Linked DNA regions of Rattus norvegicus: region 2 is linked to region 1. The links are chromatin contacts, called in public Hi-C maps. All regions are on one chromosome and are shown on one strand. The core of a region is the stretch at or near the end of the contact, and the rest is flanking DNA. Distances in the headings are between cores, read along the strand shown. Region 1 overlaps Lin52 (lin-52 DREAM MuvB core complex component). Region 2 has its middle 27 kb from the start of Vsx2.

Region 1 (2,741 bases), core at 234-2,733:
TCAATTACACTGTTGAAGTTTGTGCCAATGTATGGTATACCGTGGACGTACCAAAGAAAAAACCAATGCTGCTTCCAAACTCTTCTCTTAGTGCCCCGTGTGCATGTGTTTTTGAAAGTAGCTATATTGAGACATTATTGTCCTCCTCCATTTTTGCTTATTGGACAGGATGTTGCTGTCTGTCTGGCTTCAAACTCAAGGCAATTTTCCTACTTCACTTCCCAGGTGTTGGGCTTTAGAGGCATGGACCACCATGTCTAACTGTAAAGACAGTTAGCTCTGTTGAATTCTAATTTTAATCTGTGATTGAAAGAGAGAATAACTGGAACTCTACACTCTAGGATTTCTTCTTTGTTGTCTGGTGTCAAGGTTTCTTGTCTGGCTTTTATAATAAGACTACTGTGTTCTTGGTGAAGGGGAAAAAAAACATCTCATATGTAGCCTCTAGATGGCAGCATAGGTCTTACAGTATTTCTAATTCTGGCCATCCTGCTTGAACTGGGTTTTTGATTTGGGTAAAGTAATTTTTGTGGGTTATGCCAGACAGTTTGCCTAACCTTTTTCTTTTCATTCTTTCTTTTCTTCATTGCTTCGTATAATTTTTTAAAGCTCATTTCCTTTTTGAAGCAATGTATATTTTTGATGCTTAGAGTCCTTTAGTTTCTTTATTATTCAAAGTAGTATTTTGCATTGCGTTATGGAGATTGGATCTTTAACATTCCAAAGGTGTGATTGTTCAGTTCCGTTCTCACCCTTGATAAAGGCTCTGAGAATGGGCTCAGTGCCCTCTGCTGTGTGCTTCCCTTACTGTAGTCTTTCTTGCAATCTTGAACTCTGCTGTGTTATCCTGCACTATCAAGCAATACCATGTTAAATAAAAGAATAATTTTATCTAAAGTTGGTAGACTAAACTCTGGCAAGTAATCCTTAAGAAAAATTAAAGTATTTTAAAATAAGGTCATTAAGTCATTTTGAACAATCAGATAAGGAAAGAAAGAAAGAAGGAAGGAAAGGAAGAAAGAAAGGGAAGAAAGAAAGAAAGGAAGAAAGAAAGAAAGGAAGAAAGAAAGGAAGAAAGAAAGAAAGGAAGGGAGAAAGAAAGAAAGGACAAAAGAAAGAAAGAAAGAAAGGAAGAAAGGAAGAAAGAAAGAAAGAAAGGAAGAAAGAAAGAAAGAAAGAAAGAAAGGTGTCCCATTCAGCAGCTGTTGCTGTTCCCAGTGGCTCTGGATGGAACATGAGGCTGTGTAGAATACCATCACCTCACTATGCACATTCAAATCTAGGAGGAAGGGGAGAGATGGTAAGTAACAACTCTTAATAGGCCTTAGAGAGCTAAGTTCTGTAAGAGTGCAGAGAAGTAATTGTTTTGGAGAGAAGATGGCGGTGCAAGCTGCTGCAGGAAGAACAGATAAACTTCCTTTTATATGCCATTGTGAGTTGATCAATAAGACCTGTCTAGAACCACTGAACTGAGGGCTCTGTTTTCAGAGAAGTTAGTTACTCAGTAACTGATGTCTGCCCTAAGCAAGAAAAAGGAACATGGTAGCAGTGTTTGAAACATTGAAAATAATAGACTCCCTGGGTCGTGATGGCCCATCCCTTTATGAGTCTCTGAATTTTAGGCTAGCTTGGACTACAGAGCAAATTCCAGGAAAGCCAGGGCTACACAGAAGCTCTGGGTTTTGAGGGGGTTTCTTGGGGTGGGGCACTAAGACTTGAGGAGATGACTCAGTGGATAAGAGCACTTGTTGAGTAAGCATCCCCAGCTCCCACATAAAACACCAGGCTCAGCCTCATGCGTCTGTAACCCCAGTGTTAAGTGGTAGAAACAGGAGTTACTGGGAATTCTCTGTACCCTCAGTGGCCAACTTCATGTTCAGTGCACGCTGTGTGAAGAGATTAATAAGGTAGAACATTGTAGTTGGTCTTTGCCACTTTGTGGGTTCTTCCCTCCCCACCCTTTACACACACACACACACACACACACACACACACACACACACACACACACACCCCGCTCATTTCTTCCCCAGCAGTAGATAGGAGAGAAAGGATAAAGGGGGGAGAGAGGATCCTTGATCTATTTGTTTTCCTTTTGTTTCTTCTTTGAGCATGACTACTAACAAACCACAACCAGCCCCCATGACCAACACCCCTCCTCTCTGGGCCCTAGCATTTCTATGTACTCTCTGAGTTCCCTGAGTTCCAGACATCATGCAATTGCAGAAACCGTCTGCAGCTAGCAAAACCATGCCTCTGCTAGAGCACTGTCAGCTGCTGCAGACAGTCCAAAGCAGCCCCATATCCCTACACCTGGGATTAAAATGAAAGCACATTCTTATAATATTTCTGTTTTTTTTAAAGAAACCAAAATTCCAGAATTGATACTACAGAGAATGACAGAAGAAGACACCCCAAGTTATCTTGACTCTGCATGTGCACCTATGGGTGTACACACACACCCACACACCACCACCACCACCACCACCACCACCACCACTAAAAACAACAACAATGGAAATGAATTTTAAAGAACGTGTAGAGGGGTTGGGGATTTAGCTCAGTGGTAGAGTGCTTGCCTAGGAAGCGCAAGGCCCTGGGTTCGATCCCCAGCTCCAAAAAAAAAGAACCAAAAAAAAAAAAAAAAAAAACATGTAGAATCTTCATGGGTAGAAATGGAAGGGAACGTAGTCCGGGTGTTTTGAATATTGGCAGTTAAGTAGAGTTTGGGAGCAATAGCT
Region 2 (2,700 bases), core at 39-2,538, 71 kb after region 1:
ACTCCAGGCTTTCCCTGCTAGGGTCCATTTCTCTTTTGGTCTTCATTCTTGTTCTCTCTTCTTCCCAGAGCCAGAGCAAACGTCTCCATTTGACTCCTTATCCCTCACTGCCAGTTTCCTCTCCTCTTGACCTTGAGCCTGCCCTACCTGAACCCTGGGGTCTGCCAGCCCTCCCCTAGGTGATGCCTCAGACTTTGGGGTTAGAAGAGCTGGTGAGGGGAGCAACGGCTACCCTCACGTGACTGTACCCAGCCAATTCACAAAGACAAGATGTCAAGTTAATGAGCCTGTAGGCTTCTAATTAGCTGTCAATTACCTCAAATTAATCAACTCCTCGCCTAATTAAGCACTATCGGCAGGTGAGCACAAAGCAGGCCATTGTGTGGGAGCCATGAGAAAAGCCAGGCTGGCAAACTTGGTTAGGATCAGCGCTGCGCACGGCAACGGCCTCCGACAGCTCTGAGCGAGCAGCCAGCTAAGTGGCCCTGGGGCCCTCTAGCCCCAACACTGGGGTCTCCAGGACCTCTTTGGAACCTGGGTGAATGATGACAGGGAGATGTGGAGCTCTGAGGCAGATAGGACTTTAGGGAAGTGGATCGGTAGGAACGGAGAGCCATGGAAAGTCCTCTTGAACAGCCCCTGATACCTGAGATCCTGGGCAGGGCCGGAGCGGAGCCAAGAGGAAGTTGGGAGTTAAGGCTCCCAACAGAAGTGCGCTCTGCGACACTGGAAACGACTTAGACTTCTTTGAGCTGCTTCTCCATTCTAAAGATTGGGAATACTTTTTAAGCCCTTTCTGGATCTCTGAGACTCGCTGTGGGAAGTGCCTGGTGAGTGCTGATCAGTGCATTCAGTGGTGGTCACAGTGGGGGTCACCTGCTTCCCCTGAGAACTGTTCAGGCTATAGTCTGCACCGCCAGGCTCCTGACGGTCCCCAGCTTTCAGTGCACCCCTGAAGAATATGAACTGATGGTCTGGAATATGCCAGGTGCTGGAGGCCAGGGTATGCTAGCTATCACATCTATGTCCCCATCTCTCGCCACCTTTGGGTACCCAGGGCTCAGGTGTCCATCCCTCTCCACTCACAAAGAGCCCCGGATACAATACACGCCTCATCATATGAGTTAAACATCGGGCCCCAACTAAAGAACTGGAAGAAAGGGCCAGATAAGGGCCCCCTCCAATTTAGGTGTTGGAGGTGCAAGGCCTAAGGTGCCAGGGCCTGAGGACAGACCTTGGGCACAGAGGATCACATGTCTGATGTGATCCTGGCAGCTGAATACTTCCCGGCTTCCTGCACAGGGCAGGGTGAGCTTGGCAGCTGTGATTCCAGTAAGGGACAAACTCCAGCACACCGAGTGTGTTCTGCCCCCAGCCACCCCACCCCTGCCTCACCCTGTCCACCTTTGGAATTTGTATTCACCATCTCCACCCTGACACGGGACATCTTCCCTTGTGGGGCCATGGAGACCCCTTGTGAAAGCTTGGAAGCATTCCCCACCCCCACCCCTAGTATCAATCAAACACTTAGCAAACATTTATTGTGCCTGCTGATCAAAGCTCACAAGCGAAGGGAGATGTCTGGGCAAACACAGTTGTTTTTTTTTTTTTTCCCCTCCCCAACCCCAACACAATTGTTAATGTGTGCCCTGGGGAGGCAAGGCACTTACTAAGTGCCTACTGTGTGCTGGCAGGAATAGCATATAAAAATTGATGAGTATGTTACCTGTGTATATAGCTGTGTTTAATGCAGTTTATCAATATAGATACTACTTTTACAGTGTTTGTTTAGACAGAGACTCGGTGTATAGTCTGGGCTGGCCTTGAACTCATTCACGGTTCTCCTATTTCAGTCCCCCACTGGCCAGGTTTACACATGAGCACCACCAAGCCCAGCAGTAGACATGTACGGTTTTGATTTCCTGTATGTCTTTGGAGATTTTTTTGCTTGTTTAATTAATTTATTTATTTATTTTACTTATTCACTTTACATCCCGATCACTGCTGCCCTCCTGGTGACCCCTCCCACAATCCTTCTCCATCTCCCTCCCCCTTCTCCTCTGAACAGGTAGGGGTTCCCTGAGTATCCCCCCAACCCTGGCACTTCAAGTCTCTGGGAGACAAGGTGCTTCCTCTCCCACTGAGTCCAGACAAGGCAGCCCAGCTAGAAGAACATATCCCACACACAGGCAACGGCTTTTGGGGTCGCCCTGCTCCAGTTGTTTAGGACCCACATGAAGACACATGAAGGTCAAGCTGCACATCTGTTACAGATGAGCAGGGAGGCCTAAGTCTAGCCTGTGTATGTTCTTTGGTTGGTGGTTCAGACTCTGAGAGCTTCAAGGGTCCACGTTAGTTGACTCTGTTCGTCTTCCTGTGGAGTTTCCATCTCCTTTGGGGCCCGTGTATTTTATTTTTTTAGGGCCCTGTAATCCAGAGTTGACTGGAATTCAGTGTGTAGCCCAGGCTAGCTTCAAATGCTCCACAGTCCCCCTGCCTTAGCCTCTGGAATGTTGGCGTTTCAGGTGTGAGAAGCCATACTCGGCTACGTAAAGTTGCTTTCTTTTAGGTAGATTTATTTTACTCTACGTATAGGAGTGCTTTGCCTGCACAGTGCATATGTCTGTGGGATCCTCTAGAGCTGGGGTTACGCATAGTTGGGGACTGGGAATCAAACCCTGCAAGAGCAACATGTGCTGT

What was found. Hi-C and Micro-C count contacts between places; a contact is called where the count stands out from the background.
Region 2: a contact with region 1 is called in a Hi-C map of liver, with 2.3 times the contacts expected there. The contact joins two enhancer-like sites. A contact is called at or near these places in 4 of 12 Hi-C or Micro-C datasets (Schwann cells, kidney, liver and 1 more) and 1 of 1 datasets of contacts at active chromatin or transcription factors (oligodendrocytes).

Annotation. Positions count from the first base shown.
Region 1 is chr6:109,848,353-109,851,093 of GRCr8, forward strand. The region is part of intron 5 of Lin52 (lin-52 DREAM MuvB core complex component); the gene reads left to right. Among named protein-coding and RNA genes, the nearest start is that of Lin52, 19 kb to the left of the region's middle. Within about 2 kb of position 1,484, at least 4 of the 93 cell types and tissues checked have an H3K27ac peak or open chromatin away from gene starts, as enhancers often do. A contact at or near this core is called in liver, where this site is marked.
Region 2 is chr6:109,920,028-109,922,727 of GRCr8, forward strand. It overlaps a transcript of Lin52 not described here. Among named protein-coding and RNA genes, the nearest start is that of Vsx2, 27 kb to the right of the region's middle. Within about 2 kb of position 1,289, at least 4 of the 93 cell types and tissues checked have an H3K27ac peak or open chromatin away from gene starts, as enhancers often do. A contact at or near this core is called in liver, where this site is marked.